Linked DNA regions of Sus scrofa: all the other regions are linked to region 1. Evidence: chromatin contacts called from public Hi-C, HiChIP or PLAC-seq and promoter capture Hi-C data. All regions are on one chromosome and are shown on one strand. Each heading gives the region's core, a stretch centred on a gene start, on an enhancer-like site or on the middle of the called end of the contact. The rest is flanking DNA. Distances are from core to core; before and after follow the strand shown.

Region 1 (2,700 bases), core at 157-2,656:
AGTTCCCAAACCACCTGCTCCTGCTCCAACGCCCATTTCACCAGAACAAAGTGTGTTTGCAAGGCTGGCAGGAGCTCCCTCCAAAGGTTCAGGGAGGGCTGGTCCCACACTGCCCATGTCACAGCAAATTTCCAACCATTTTCCCTAAAAGTGTAAAATGGGAAAACGACACTCTTTAAACCCTCCCTTAGGCCACCCCCATAAAAGCTAAAGTACAGCTCCCTCGGAAATGTGGGGGAGGAGAAGGAAGCAGGCTGTCACCAAGTCGGGACTTTAGGTAGAGTCTCGACAAAGCACCGGCTGGGCCCCAGCAGCCCGACTCCTGACAGTGGCCATTCTTCCCCCGGACTCTGGGGCCAGCGAGGGGTTAGATGGGTCTTCTCGGCATAAGGGAGTGAAAATAAAGGGGTGACAAGGGTTTCGCTTCGAGCCAAGGAGGAAATGGGGAAGGGGCGTCAGGAAATTCCTCCTAGGACGGGGTTAGGGGCCGGGAACGGCGGGAGGGGATAGGGGTGGTTCTCCGGGTCCTCCGGCTGGGGCTACCTCGAGAGGTCACCTTCCCGCGGAGGGCCGGCGGGGGGAGGGGCGCCGCTTGCCGCCCCGGGCTCCCGGCTCGGGCCGCCGCAGCTCCGGGAACACGCGGCCGGCCAGGCCCGGGCTGATGTAATCGGCTCCGCGCCGCGCGCGCCCGGCCGGGCGGGGGAGGGCGGGCACCGAGCGGGACGCGAGCGAGGACGGGCGGGGGTGGTGCGGCGCAGGTGGTCCGGCGGAGAGGAGGGGGTCCCAGCAGCAATCCACCCAAAAACTTTTCCGCAACTCGCGGCGAGGGCCGCAGAGATCGAGCAGCAGTGACAGCCAGCCCCCTCTCCTGCCGGCGCCCTGCCCCCTCTACGCTCTCTGCCCTCCTCCGGTCCAAGGTCCGAGCACCCCCACCCCCGCCCGCTGGGCTCCGACTCCCGCCCCCGCTGCCCGGACTTCCAGTTCTCGGGGACCAGCGGCCGGGAGCAAACTTCAGCCGCCGGCGGCAGCGCAAGCCCAGCCCCCTCAGCCGCCTCCTCCGGCTCCCGCCCTCGGCTGGTCGGCCCAGATCGTACGTGCGGTGACTCTGGTGGGTGGGCAGGGCCCGCGTGGGCGGTGAGACTCTAGCCCGGTGCCCTCCCACCTAGCGCGCGCCCCCTCCCCCTACATGTACGAGGATAGAGGGGAAGCCGCGCGCCCGGTGCCCAAGGACCCGCGTGGGGCACGGAGCCCCCACGCGCGCGCTCGCACGCACGTCCCCAGCCGGGAGAGGCGCTCGCAGCGGCCCGCGGCGCCAGGCGGGCACGGCCGCTTACCTTGGCATGGTGGAGGTAGAGCAGCAAGGCAAGGCTCCAATGCACCCAAGAGAGCAGAAAGTTCATGGTTTCGGAAGCCCGGCCGGGGCCGGCGCCGCTCGCGCTCCCTCTCCGGCTCGGGCTGCGGGACGGCCCGCTCTCCTCAGCGCCCAGGCGGGCTCCTCTTCCTCCCGGAGCCGAGGCCCGGGCCAGGGCCTGGGGCGCGCGCTCGGCTGGAGCACTGTCTGCGCACACAGCCGCCTCACCCGTCCATGAGCCCGGCTTCCGAGAGCCGAGTCGCCACCGCGGCCCCCTCTCCTCTTCCTTCTCTTCTTCCTCCTCCCCCTCCTCCGACTGCGGCTCCTCCCGGCCCGAGCTAGCACTTCTCCCGGTTCCGCTCGGCTCGGCTGCCCCGGCGCGGACCACGGCTCCTCCGGAGCGAGAACAGCCCAGAAGTTGGACGAAAAGTTTCAGTGCAACGCCGCGAGCCCCGACCCCCTCCACCCCGCCTCCGGGCGCGAGCTCCGGCTCCTGCCCGCGGCTCGCCGCCGCGTCCACGGTCGGCCGCCGGCCGGGTAGGAGGTGGGCGCTGGGGCGGGGGGCGGTGTCTGTCTGTCTGTCCGTCAGCGCTGCTGGTCCGACGCGGGATCCCGAGGGGGAGGGCTCACGCTGCGCTCTGGCGGTCACCCCCAAAAGCAGGTCACTCACTTTGCCCCTGTCCCTCTCGTTTCTTGCTTGCCCGCGCGCGCTCTCTGACCCGGTCTCTCTCTCTTCCTCGACTTCTCTTTGGAGCTCTTGCTACCTCTTTCTTCTCTTTGCTGGTTTCCAAAATCCGAAGTGATTTGGGGGAGTAAAGGAGCAATCTCCCCAAACGATCGGCCCGATTTAGCGGGGAATGGAAAGCAAAAATAAATTAAAACGGAAAAGAATACGGTTTTCCAAAAATGTCTCCGAAAAAAAGGAGGAGGGTGAGCCCTGGATAAATGAATATCAAATTCCAGCGCGGAGACCCCCAAGCTGGTGACCCCGCCGGCTCGTCCGCCTTGCGGATGCGTCTCTCGACCGAGCGCCGCTGCCGCCGGCTCCTCTCGCCCCCAGTGCCGCGGCCTCCCAGCAGCCCGGCTGCCCCAAGCCTCTGCGCTCTTCACCGCTAGAAGCTGACTAAAAAGAAGGCCTGGCCCCGCCCCGGCACGCCCCCGACACGCCCAGGGGCGGGGACAGGCCCAGCCTCAACCCTGGAGTCCGTCCCCTCCGCGCGCGGCTCCGACCCCTGGCGCTGCCTTTCCCTAGGGATACCGAACGAAGCCTGGGCCCCCATTTCACCCCAGCGAAGGGAAGCTCGACCCCCACCAAGGGTCACAGCCTCAACATGACCTATCCGCCTCCC
Region 2 (2,700 bases), core at 65-2,564, 500 kb before region 1:
CGGTTTCTTAAATGTGAATAAGCAGAAGACCTACATACATATTCAAATGTACAAATTAGTAACTACGGTTCTACCATTTCTGGTGGAGGGGAGGGAGCCCCCCCCCCAAACAGACCAGTTTTACCTTAAAGGGGCTATCATTTGAAACTGCTCTCCCTTCACCTCCAGGAAGATGTGAAATTGCTACCTCACGTGGTAAGGGAGGCTAACGCGAGAGAATCGTGGGATACCCACTTGGGATGCCATTAAGACAAAGAACCGATAAAGCAAAAGGCTCCACTCTGTCCCTGTAGCACACGTGACTGAGGTACAGGACCAAACCAAATACAACTAAGATGGTGGCGTAGTCCGCGGGGCCGACGCTCGTCGATGCCGGACATGCGTCGGCCAGGACCACGCGAGGAGGGGGCGCCACCGCGCAGCCTCCCTTCGCCTCAGCATCCGGGCACCAGGGCGGGGCGCCGAGTTCCAGAACCTTCCAGAACAATTCCAGCCAACGGGGAGAAAAGAGGACGACGAAGAAATGCTCCCATAAATTCTCAAGCCTGCCTCCTCCGCTACCCCTCCACCCTGACTGCAGGAATGAGCTCGAAGCAGGAAGCACGATGGGCCACTGGAGCTCCAAAGCATCCTTTGCCGCAAACCCTCACACTAAGGACTAGAAAAACTCCCTTCTATAAAAGAGATGGCAAAACCTACCCAGAACCATGCTGTGCTGAGTCACACCGGGCCCGCACACCCACCAACCTTGCCCACCCTCTGGCGCCCCGTAGTCGCGTCCGGAAGTAGAGGGGCAAACATGGCAGCGTCCCGGGCCGGCGCGGCTACCACGTGTAGCCGCCCAGTCCCCCAGCCCCACTCGCCCAGGCCTAACAGCCGCCTAGAAGGCCCGACACCAAGCATGGAAGGAAAAGCTAAACTCGAGAGCTCCCTTCCACCCACCCTCTAAAAAAATTGGGAGCGTTGTCCAGCAAACCGCCCCAGCACGACAAAAACTTGGGTCTCAGAAAGGACAGAATGGACGAAAGCAACCTGAAATTTAACCAGAAATGCCTTAAGAGTGCAACCTTACCTTAAAGGATAAGGATCACAAACACCACAAAGCTGAGCGGGGAAGGACTGCCTCCGGCTCTCACGCCAGAACAAGGCTGCGCGGGGGGTGACTCAAGAGAACGGCTGTGAGACCCCAGTCGCTTTATATAAGGCGAAGCACACCTTCGCTGCCCGCCCCCAGATCCCTCCGCCTTAAAGGAGGCTGTCTGTCAGCCCCGCACCTGCCGCTGCCCGCCCACCTTTACGTCATGGTCCAAAATAGGGGAGGGGGCGGTGAAGAGCAAGGGCGCGCATGTGTAGACTTTTTCTTAGTCCCATCTCCGCGTCCTGAAGACAGGACACCACCAGAGCTAGATGTTGGGTATACTCATAGGACAAATGCCGTGGCTCTAGGGAACAGAATCCCCGCTGACCTCAGTAAAAACCTGTAGAGCAGGTGCCTCCACACCAAAGAATCCCAGAGGAACACCTGAAAGGGGACCAACTACTCCCACCTATGCTCCCTCCCTGCTACAATCTTCCTTACACATTCCTACTGCCCAATAAGGGGAAAGGGTCCTTTCCGGGGACACTGGGGAATTTGAAGCCGAACTTTGGGCAGCCCGCGAACCCTGGCACTCCCAGGGGACAATGGGCAGTGCCAGCGTCTCGCTGCGGGGCGTGGCTTCCGCTGCTAGAAGGTCGCCGGCTCGGGTGTGGAGGGCACTCTTTGTCTGCAAGCGGCGGAAGGAGCGACAGTGGCGGTGCTGCGATCTTCCAGCAGTTTCCAGATCCGCCTCTACGGTCCTGTCCCGCCCCGCCCCGCCCTCTTCCCTTGGGGCTCCACCCCTTTTTCTGCGGACTGGGCTGTGCCTCTGCGGCGGCTCCGCCTCTCCAACGTTATGCTTGAATCTCCGGGAGAGGTGGGCAACTTCGATCCTATGTTGCTGGCGGGCAACTACACCCGGCACCCTCTTCGCCACCCGCCAGACCCAGCTCGCTCAGCATTGCGTCCAGGGTGGGGTGGAACAGGGATGATCCCCCCTTTCTCCCCCGTCAGTCACACAGCACACGGGTTATTGGGGCGGCTCTGCGAGAACCGCCTTCGGAGCCGAGACTGAGGGTGGCGTCGCTACCTGAGAAACCCTCCCCAGCCTCTGCAGCCGCCCACGCGTGTCGCACGCAGGGGCATGCACATACAATCTGGTTTCCTTTTCTTTTTACAAAAATTCTTTCCCCTCCTGCAACTGTCTAGGTCTGGGGAGGGGAGGATCTCCAGGGACCCCCGCTGGGTGGCGGGGGTTCTAGGAGGTGGCATGAAGACACCAGCGCCTTCATGCTGGCCAAAGGGCTGCTCGCTCCTGGCGGGCAGAACCAGGTTGTTCCCCTTCAGCTGCTGCGGCGCCGGAGCCCCCAAGCCAAGCGCCGGCCCAGCTGCCTCGCCTGGCCCTGCCGCTTTTGCTTGCCTTCGGGGCGGGTACGCTGTCCTCGCCTTTCCAAGGCCTCATCTCTGGAGCTCACCCGCCCCACAGCCCCTCCGGGAGAGAATGACCGCTCCCTGCGCCGTGACCTTGTGGATGCCCAGCAACTCCCTCAACTCCCTTCGTGGCCCACTTTGTCCGCCCCTGGAATGCTTGGGAGAGGGATACCTCCGACCCGCAGACCTCC
Region 3 (2,700 bases), core at 88-2,587, 330 kb before region 1:
CAAATACATTTCCATCAGTTCCCAGTGGCCAGCAGAGGGCGCCTCCCAAAAGCCGGAGGTACCGGGGAGGGAGCGAATCCGCTTCCCTGGATCGAGGCACTGTGCAAAACCCAGGCTCATGGGTCCGATTGTGTGAAAGGAAACTGACCCAGGACGCCTTTCTTCCTGGCGATCTAGACTTAACCTGTCAGCAGAGGGCTAGAGATTGGACCACATGTTGAACCCAGGTGGCTGCCTTGGACGTGAACCCAGGTGGCCCCTGGAGGGCAGAGGATGAAGGCGCTGCCCCCTCCCAGCAGCCCAAATGAGGACGGGGCACTGGAGGTCGCCAGCTTTCCTCCCCTGACCCTGAGAGAAGTGTTGGGAGGGGCTGTATAGAATAGCTGGTGTCCCACCCTGTGGGAGGAGCTGCTGTGGACATCTGGGCCACATCTGGATTCCTGGCAGCACCGGGGGGCTGGTCTGTCTGGGATCTTCCAGAGATATATCATCCATCCTTTGGTGGCTTCTAATCACTGCATTCTTGGGGAGCTCTTTACACACAGGTGTATAGGACACAGCCCCGTAAGGCCAGTGAATTCATGCCAGTCCAGGGGGGATCCTCCTAATATTCAGTCCTTTGGACATAGAGCAGCCTGTTCTTCGGGGCCATCAGACCTTTCTGCCGCCCTCTTCGAGTGCGTGTATGAGACGCTGGGCTTACCCCTGTGGAAACCCTGGGAAATAGACTCCAGCGTCCATCCTGTCCATCTCCCTTCCTCCGGGAGGGTGGTAAGAGAGAGGAGGATGAGGCTACAGTACCTCTTAGGGACCCCACCCCATGAAAGGCGGAATGGAGAAGCACTGGCTGTGGGTCATCTCACTCACACAAAAGCCTGGGAATGGTACTGGAAGGGGAAGAGGGGAGCGGGGACAGCAGGAGTGGTTCTTTCTTGGGTTTGGGTTTTGGGTTTTGGGGGAAAGGACAACACGGAGAAAAACCCTCTTGGTCGGCTAGGTTCCGAGACGTCCAGGGAGGGAACAGGGGGCTGGCCGGAATGGCCTTGAAGTAGGGAGCGACGGCGAGGGGGGGAGGGGGAGAGCGTGGCGCCCACCCAGGGTCCCCTCGCAGCCCCTCTCCCCCAGCCCTCGGCGTCCCGTCCCGCCACGGCCCCTCCTCCAGACCTGGGCGCCGCCTCCCCCTCCCCTCCTCCTCCCCCTCCCACCCGGCGCTGCAGCTGCTGCCGACGGACCATTCTGCACGTAGCGAATGGAGGAGACGCACAAGGGAGGCCTCAAGTGCGCGCGCGCGGGAGCCGGAGCCGCACGGGCGGGGGAGCGGCTGCGGGTGCGCGTGCGCGTGCGGCGCCGGCCCGGAGCGCGCGCGCCGGTCCCTGGAGCGCGCGGCTCCTCTGCGCGCGGTGGATGGGGATGCTCGGTGGTGGGGTACCCTCCGCTCCGGGTCATCCTCTGCATTCTGTCCGCCTTCCAGCAAACCCTACCTCTCCCCAGGCCCCTTTTCATCATCCACTCCAACGGCACGGACCTTCGCGCGCAGTAGGCGCTTCACGGTAGCTGGGTGCTGAAATGAATTGATTCTCTAGCCCTCTTCATCCCCTGGGTCATTGTTTGACAGTTGGCTGGGTCCTGGGCTGGGGGTCACAGACGGCTGAAAACTCTGGTCCCTTGGGGACTAGATTCACAACTCTATAGTTCCACCTTTGCCCCAGGAGCTCTCAGCTGTACCAGAATCCAGGGCAGGCCATACGAGGCCTCTAGAGGCCCTTGACAGATGGCTGTCAAGGACAAACAAATGAGTTCTTTGACCTCTATCCCTGTCACCTCTTCCCTCTGTATGTCACCTGTACAACTCCCACTCCCTGCGGCATCCAGGAGAGGACTGGGCTCTGCCCACACTGCTGGCAAAGGTGTGGTATGGTGAACACAGTCTGTGGGGAGAGGACATGCCAGCCTGTGACAGGCAGTGCTCATCTTGGAAGTGATCTCCTAATTCCCCAGGCACCCTCCCCACTTTCTGAGCTCCTGACCCTGGAAGCTGGTAAATGGGTGGCCTGGAGGCTGCCCCTTCCTTCCCTAGTTGGCATAGGCTGGCACCTCACTCCACCCTCCCTGCCCCTCAGAGGCATGGGATGAGGCCTCTCTGTGCTGCTCCGGCCTTGGGCAAGGCAGGTGCAGGCCCTTGCAAAGGTTGTTTTTTTTTTTTTTTTTAGGGCCGCACCCATGGCATATGGAAGTTCCCAGGCTGGAGGTGGAATCAGAATTGCAGCTGCTGGCACAGCCACAGCCACAGCAATGCCAGATCCAAGGCACATTTGTGACCTATGCCACAGCTTGCGGCAACGCCAGATCCTTAACCCACTGAGCGAGGTCAGGGATGAAACCCACATCTTCATGGATACTAGTCAGGTTCTTAACCTGATGAGCCACAATGGGAACTCCTCAAATGGGGGGTTTGAATAGGACTGGCCACCTGTTGGACCTCCTGTTAGAGGGGATGAGTTGAAGGGGACTGGCTGGTGGCATGTGGGGTGAAGGTGGCTGAGGGTTTTTTCTCACATGTTAACTTGACCTTGCTCAAATTTTCTCATTGAGCCTCAGTTTCCCGTCTAAGGGGAGCACAGCTTTCACCTAGTGGAGCTGTTGAGGATTAATGTGGAGTCTGCATATAACATGCTTCACGTGTTGGAGGCAGGTGCTTTG
Region 4 (2,700 bases), core at 69-2,568, 320 kb before region 1:
TGTGGGTTGATAGCTAGGTGCCATCAGGGGCCCAGGCCCCCTCTAGCATATTGATTTGCTAGGTGTCATTTCCATGTCCAAGGTCATTTCATGGCTCAAGACAGCCGCTGGAGCTCCAGCCAGTGGGAAGGAGGAAGACAGCACTGAAGAAGAGCCTGCATCTTCCCTTTAAGGAAATGTCCTGGAAGTCACACTCTGCTTATACCCCCCTGGCCATCTCTCAGTCCCCCAGCCATCCCTGGCCCAAGGGATGCTTTCCCATGGGGGTCTTGCTGAAAACTGGGGAGGGTGGGATGTTTGGAGGGCAACAGTGTCTGCCACCAGCCCCTCGTTCCTTTAGTCCATAACCCATAGAGGGTGGTCGGGGCCTTCCCAACTCCCCCCTCCTACAGCCCTGCTTCCCTCCCTTCCCTGATGCCCCAGTTCCTCCTGAGACTCGATATTGCCTGCCTGGAGCTATTAATGGCAGCAGTGCAACACCAAGACTGGCTGCCATGGGCTGTAGTCTGTTCATTGCCCGGCCGGTGCAGGTGCACTTCTTCTCATGGCCGCCCAAGGGGCAGCTCATCTTAGTCCCACTTTACAGCTGGGGAAATCGAGGCCCAGAGAGGTTTGACTTTGCTATGAGCACCCAGCTGGGCTCTGAGCCCAGGTCCTGCACGTTCCTTTCTTTCCCAGGGAGTCCTCCCTGGAGGAGCGGATGCCCCAGGCCGTCTCGGGGTCTGACAGGAGGAACTGGAATGGTCTGGGTTCCAGGAGGGCCTGTCTGGAGGAGAGGGCAGGCGGGGTGGTGTGACATCAGTCTGCAGTGTCTCCTCAGCACTTACTCAGTGCCATGGTCAGCAGACGCGTCTGAACAGGGTCCACTGACGGGTTTGGGGATTTCTGCTGGCGCCAGGAGCCGGCCACTGCGGCCACATCCTCAGACGCCACTTTCCCCAGCATGAGCATCCTGGCCCAGGCAGTGAGGAAGGCAAGGACAGGGAAACCTCTGCCACTTCCCCTTCCCCCTCCTGGCCACCTTGGTGGGGCGGGAGCAGCGGGGGGTTGAGCCTCTCCCCCAACTGGGCCGCTTGGGGTGGGAGAGAGGCGAGCGTGTGCAGCCAGACTCTCCAGCAGACCAGCATCATCCAGGCCATCCCCCTGCCTCTGGAAAGGACGGCCTTTCCTTGCTGCTGACCCTCAAGGGTGAGGTCACGACTGTGCCCTCGGGGTGGGGGGAGGTGCTCTGAGCATAAGCTCGGTCATGGCCATGACATGTGGTTAGTAATGTTACTGTAATATCTGCTCCCTGATGATCTCTGGCCAAGAGGAAAGGCTCATGAGCTGTGAGTCACAGCAGGCCGCCGATGGTTGGGCCTGCCACGCGCAGCTCCGATGAGGGTGTACGGAGGAGGGCCCTGAGACCCAGACGTAACCTCTGGCCTCTGGGACTTCCCGCCGGAAATAGGCGATGAACAGGAAGAGCAGATGTGAGGTGGGACTCCCCTCCCCACCCCACCCCCGCCGTGCATGCCCCCCTCCCCACCCCCCGCCACCCGGCAGGATCCTTGCCCCCTCCACAGGGAAGTCTTCCTTGATTAACAAACAGCCTTAGAATTGCTCTGGGGTTGACCTTGGATTCCCAGCTCTGGCAAGATGGGCTCCATCCCCCAAGTCTGGGCACCTGCAGGTTCTGTGCAAAGGGCAAGGGTGTGGACAGGAATGGGGCGCTTTCATTCAAGCTTCCTTCCTTTCTTCCTTTCTTCTTCTTTCAACAAACCTGCCAGGTGCTCTGGAGACACTGGTGAACGGCGCAGACTCAGTCTTGTTCTCACGGAGCCTGGAGGAGAGGCTGAAAGCAAATGGTCACACAGATAAAAAAGAACTACCAACCGCACCCAGGGAAGGCAGGGCCCGGGGGCGAAGGGGTGGGGGTCGGGGGCTTCTAGGGGCCTGGGCCGTTGCTAGTGGGTGCAACCCCCCGGCCTCCCTCCTCTGCTCACAAGGCCTCTGCAGGGAGAATGCTGGCTGACACGGTGGCAGGGTGCCCGCCAATGGGGGCTGTGCCAAGGGTGATGTGATGTGTGCTGATCCCTCTCCACTCCTTACTGAAGACCAGTGTCTGCTGCCCCCGCGGCTCAGGGAGCCTGGGGCGGTGCTCCCATCACGTCCTGAGATGTTTAGGGGAAGACGGAGTGGGGAGAGGGTTCCCCTGGTGCTTCAGGCGGAGGGGCTGTGCTAAGAGCATCTGGTCCTCCAGCCCCAGCTGGTGGGGCCCCTGGCACCGCCTAGGGTGTCAGTCCCTCTGAATTCCACCTGCACCCCTGCAGTGGACAGAGAGGTGGCCCTGTTGACCCCGTTCGTCCTCTGGCCCCATGCTTTGGACATCCCCCTCCAAGACACGTTGGAGACCTGTTTTCTTGCCCTCTTTGGCCTGACTCTGCCTGCTTGGGCCTCAGTTCCAGGAGAGGGAGAGTGAAGGATCCTAGGAGTAAAAGGAGGCCCAGAGGCAGGGATGCTCCCATCCCTCCAGAAATAACCAGTGCAGATTGATTTTGCCTTCTGTGGGGATCTCCGTGGTCTGAGGTTGGGGCCGTGCTGAGTGGGAGGACGTTCAAATATTGTATTTAAATATAGACTTTTGGGTCCCACTCACAGAGACTCTGATTCTCTAGGTCTAGAAGGATCTTAGGACTCTGCATTTTTTGCTTTTTAAGG
Region 5 (2,700 bases), core at 133-2,632, 390 kb before region 1:
CACCCACCCCCCACGATGGAAGCCTGTCAGACACTGCCACTCCCCTCCTCACATGTTCCTGGGAGGCAGGACTGGGAACCCCTCCTCAGGAGGGGCTGGGCATAGCCTCACTCATCCCGGGCTGCTGCAGACCCAGGGAGAGGCTCCAGAGTGGTCCTAGGTACAGGAGTCCTGACCCTCCGGCTGGCCGAACGCCCCCCACCCGCCTCCTGGGAAGTGGAGCGCTGAGTGGCCAGACCTCCACCCAGAGGACCTAGGCAGGTGGCAGCACAGAGCCTCAAGGGCAGCCGGCCCCTCTGACCTCTCATCGCCACTTCCCAAGCGTCCTTCTCTTCTGGGGAACAAGGCGCCAAAGCTTTGGAACTGTCCTCTCTAGGTAGTCAAGAAGGCCAGGAGGGACAAAGCACACCCCCTCCCCCCAACAGGGCCTTTGCCCCACTCCGGTTCCGCGTCCGAATCTTTTCCCCACCGCACCCTCCAAGGCAGGCCCGGGCAGCTCATGAATGAACTGCACTGTGCGGGGCGCAAGGAGAGGACACGCTCCCGGGGCCAGTCGCCTCCCCAGTCCTCCAACCAGTCCCTAGTCGGGCTGGGGCAGCGGCCGGCCTCATGCCAGCACTCGCGAACCCTGCCTTTGCCGGAGCCCAAACCCCTACCCCGGGCCGACCTCGGGGGTACTCGGCCCCTGGAGCAGGAGAAAAGATAAAAGACACCGAGGGCATTGGACTTGGCGACAGTGGAATCCAAAACTCGGGGGCGGGGGCGGCAGATTCCCCACAGCGGCGGCGGGCTGATGGGGCGCAGCTGGAACCCCGGAGGGGCGCGGAGGGGACGCGCACCTGGACCGGGCAGGTGGGAGAAGAGAGGAGCTAGGGGGCCAGGGGAGAGGGGTCCCACCCCTCGGATCTCTCAAGGGGTGGGGACACAAGGCGGTGTACCTCTGGACCCCCTGTAGGGGGTGGAGGACTCATATTATTGCTTCAGGATGGTGCGGGGTTGGGGGCAGCGCCCGGCACCACTGGGTCCCGCGGGCCCGGGCACCTCTGGGTCCCGCAGGAGGCTGAAGGGAGGGGACGCGCAGCCGAGTCCGGGGTTTTTCTTTGGATGGTGGTGGGATCCTCAAAGAAAAGAGAGGGGGCCGGGGAAGGGTCGCGTACTCACCCCCAGGCGCAGACTCGGCTCCAGCTCCGAGCCCCGGGTTGGGGCGGGGCGGGGCTGGGGGAGGGGGAGGGGGAGTCGCTGGGCGGCTCGAGCTCCGGGCTCCTGCGGCGGCCGCGGCTGTGTCTGGGGGAGGGGGAGCGGGAGGAGGGAGGGGGAGGAGGAGGGGCGTGGCCACGAAGGTCCCACCCCCCACGCCAGCTCACGCAAGGCGCGCGCGCACTCTCAGATCGCCGCCCGCCCAGCTGGGTCCGATGCGCAGGCGCAGGACTACAGGCCGCGTGGGGGGGAAGGCGGCCCTGGGCCAGTGGGGCCTGCAGCGGGATATTCCAGGGCGGCGAAGGCGGTATGGAGTGGGGGGCGGGTAGGGGACGTCACGCTCCTAACTCTGCTGCTTCCCCTCTCTCTCTGCTCCCCGCAGTAGGGGAGGCGGACTCCCCTGGGTGGGTGAGGAAGGGGAGGATCTTGGGCCCTTTGGGGGCAGAGGGGCAGTGGGAGGGTCCCGACGGGGAGGGAGGCCTCTAACCCAGACCCTCCGCCCTCCCACTCCCCAAGGTCGCCCGGGCTCCCGTGGCCTCTGCGACCCCGCGCCCCCGCTTACCTACTTTCCCGAGGAAGGGGCGGGGTGCTGGCCGGCCACGCGAGGTGGCCTCGGTCGGTCACTCTGGCGCAGCTCCTCGGGTTTGTCTACTTCTCCCTTTCCTTTTCCAACCCGGGCCCTGAGATGACTTTGTGACTCGTTTGCTGGCACTTCTGTACTGTGGAGAATGAGTCCACCGCTTTCACTGTCATGCCGATGAGTGGCTCCCCCGGCCCCAGGGGGTTCCCAGGTTTCTCATTTCACCAGAGGCTGCATCTGCCAGGGATTAAGACTGGGAAGATGAGAGAGATGTGGGTGTGGGTGTGTCTGCGCGTGTGCATACTCCTGTATGTTACCCACAGGACAGATCACAAAGTCACACGGAGTACCAACTTGTTCGTTCAATTTTGGGTTCCTGGAAGGGTCTTATCCCTTCAGGCTTGAAGAGAGACAGTCTGGGACAGAAGAGAAATAGTGCTTTACACGATGGGCAGTAATTGAACTTTGCCACCCTAAGAGATTGAATGGACTGAATTGATAAAGGGTTTCACAAAAGAGCGACTTAGGCTGCTGGGGAAAAGTGGGAAGGTTGGGAGATGCTTCAGTCTGGGCTGCTGGACCGAGGAAGGGCACTGCCTACCTGGTGTGTCTGGTTCTTGTGGTTGGTCAGTGTCTTTGCTGTCTGCTGTTTTTTTTTTAAAAGAGTTCATTAGTAGCTTGTGGGATATAACTGTAAGGTTTTGATGCAGTTCAAACTGAATCCTCATTCAAACTGCATCCCGTTGGTTGATTGGAAGTCCATTTGGTGGATCGTGGCTATCATTTAAGAAATGGAGTTCCTGTCGTGGCGCAGTGGTTAACGAATCCGACTAGGAACCATGAGGTTGCGGGTTCGATCCCTGCCCTTGCTCAGTGGGTTAAGGATCCAGCATTGCCGTGAGCTGTGGTGTAGGTTGCAGACG

What was found. Promoter capture Hi-C pulls out the DNA fragments that hold promoters and counts their contacts. A called contact is a pair of places that touch in the nucleus more often than the background predicts. HiChIP or PLAC-seq counts read pairs in DNA pulled down with a chosen protein or histone mark.
Region 2: a contact with region 1 is called in a Hi-C map of liver, with 5 times the contacts expected there. The contact joins the promoter of HSP90AB1 here to the promoter of VEGFA in region 1. A contact is called at or near these places in 1 of 5 promoter capture datasets (fetal liver), 5 of 47 Hi-C or Micro-C datasets (fetal heart ventricle, heart right ventricle, liver and 2 more) and 1 of 2 datasets of contacts at active chromatin or transcription factors (alveolar macrophages).
Region 3: an H3K27ac HiChIP or PLAC-seq map of alveolar macrophages shows a contact between it and region 1. The contact joins the enhancer-like site here to the promoter of VEGFA in region 1. A contact is called at or near these places in 4 of 5 promoter capture datasets (fetal liver, fetal skeletal muscle and liver), 35 of 47 Hi-C or Micro-C datasets (adipocytes, adipose tissue, alveolar macrophages and 18 more) and 2 of 2 datasets of contacts at active chromatin or transcription factors (alveolar macrophages and skeletal muscle).
Region 4: an H3K27ac HiChIP or PLAC-seq map of alveolar macrophages shows a contact between it and region 1. The contact joins the enhancer-like site here to the promoter of VEGFA in region 1. A contact is called at or near these places in 4 of 5 promoter capture datasets (fetal liver, fetal skeletal muscle, liver and 1 more), 11 of 47 Hi-C or Micro-C datasets (adipocytes, adipose tissue, alveolar macrophages and 6 more) and 2 of 2 datasets of contacts at active chromatin or transcription factors (alveolar macrophages and skeletal muscle).
Region 5: a promoter capture Hi-C map of fetal liver shows a contact between it and region 1, with 3 times the contacts expected there. The contact joins the promoter of MRPL14 here to the promoter of VEGFA in region 1. A contact is called at or near these places in 2 of 5 promoter capture datasets (fetal liver and liver) and 1 of 2 datasets of contacts at active chromatin or transcription factors (alveolar macrophages).

Annotation. Positions count from the first base shown.
Region 1 is chr7:38,745,804-38,748,503 of Sscrofa11.1, reverse strand. It overlaps VEGFA (vascular endothelial growth factor A), which reads right to left and starts at 1,406. Exons shown (of 7, transcript NM_214084.1): 1 at 1,335-1,406. The coding sequence starts at 1,400. It overlaps LOC106504420 (a long non-coding RNA gene), which reads right to left. Exons shown (of 3, transcript XR_001297869.2): 3 at 2,136-2,700.
Region 2 is chr7:39,242,388-39,245,087 of Sscrofa11.1, reverse strand. It overlaps HSP90AB1 (heat shock protein 90 alpha family class B member 1), which reads right to left and starts at 1,314. Exons shown (of 12, transcript NM_001244433.1): 1 at 1,073-1,314.
Region 3 is chr7:39,077,813-39,080,512 of Sscrofa11.1, reverse strand. No RefSeq gene overlaps it. Among named protein-coding and RNA genes, the nearest start is that of TMEM63B, 59 kb to the left of the region's middle. Within about 2 kb of position 1,337, at least 37 of the 83 cell types and tissues checked have an H3K27ac peak or open chromatin away from gene starts, as enhancers often do. A contact at or near this core is called in alveolar macrophages, fetal skeletal muscle and retroperitoneal adipose tissue, where this site is marked.
Region 4 is chr7:39,061,494-39,064,193 of Sscrofa11.1, reverse strand. No RefSeq gene overlaps it. Among named protein-coding and RNA genes, the nearest start is that of C7H6orf223, 69 kb to the right of the region's middle. Within about 2 kb of position 1,318, at least 30 of the 83 cell types and tissues checked have an H3K27ac peak or open chromatin away from gene starts, as enhancers often do. A contact at or near this core is called in alveolar macrophages and retroperitoneal adipose tissue, where this site is marked.
Region 5 is chr7:39,137,018-39,139,717 of Sscrofa11.1, reverse strand. MRPL14 (39S ribosomal protein L14, mitochondrial) reads left to right here and starts at 1,382. Exons shown (of 3, transcript XM_001929561.5): 1 at 1,382-1,504. TMEM63B (CSC1-like protein 2) reads right to left here and starts at 2,034. Exons shown (of 24, transcript XM_005666056.3): 1 at 1,760-2,034.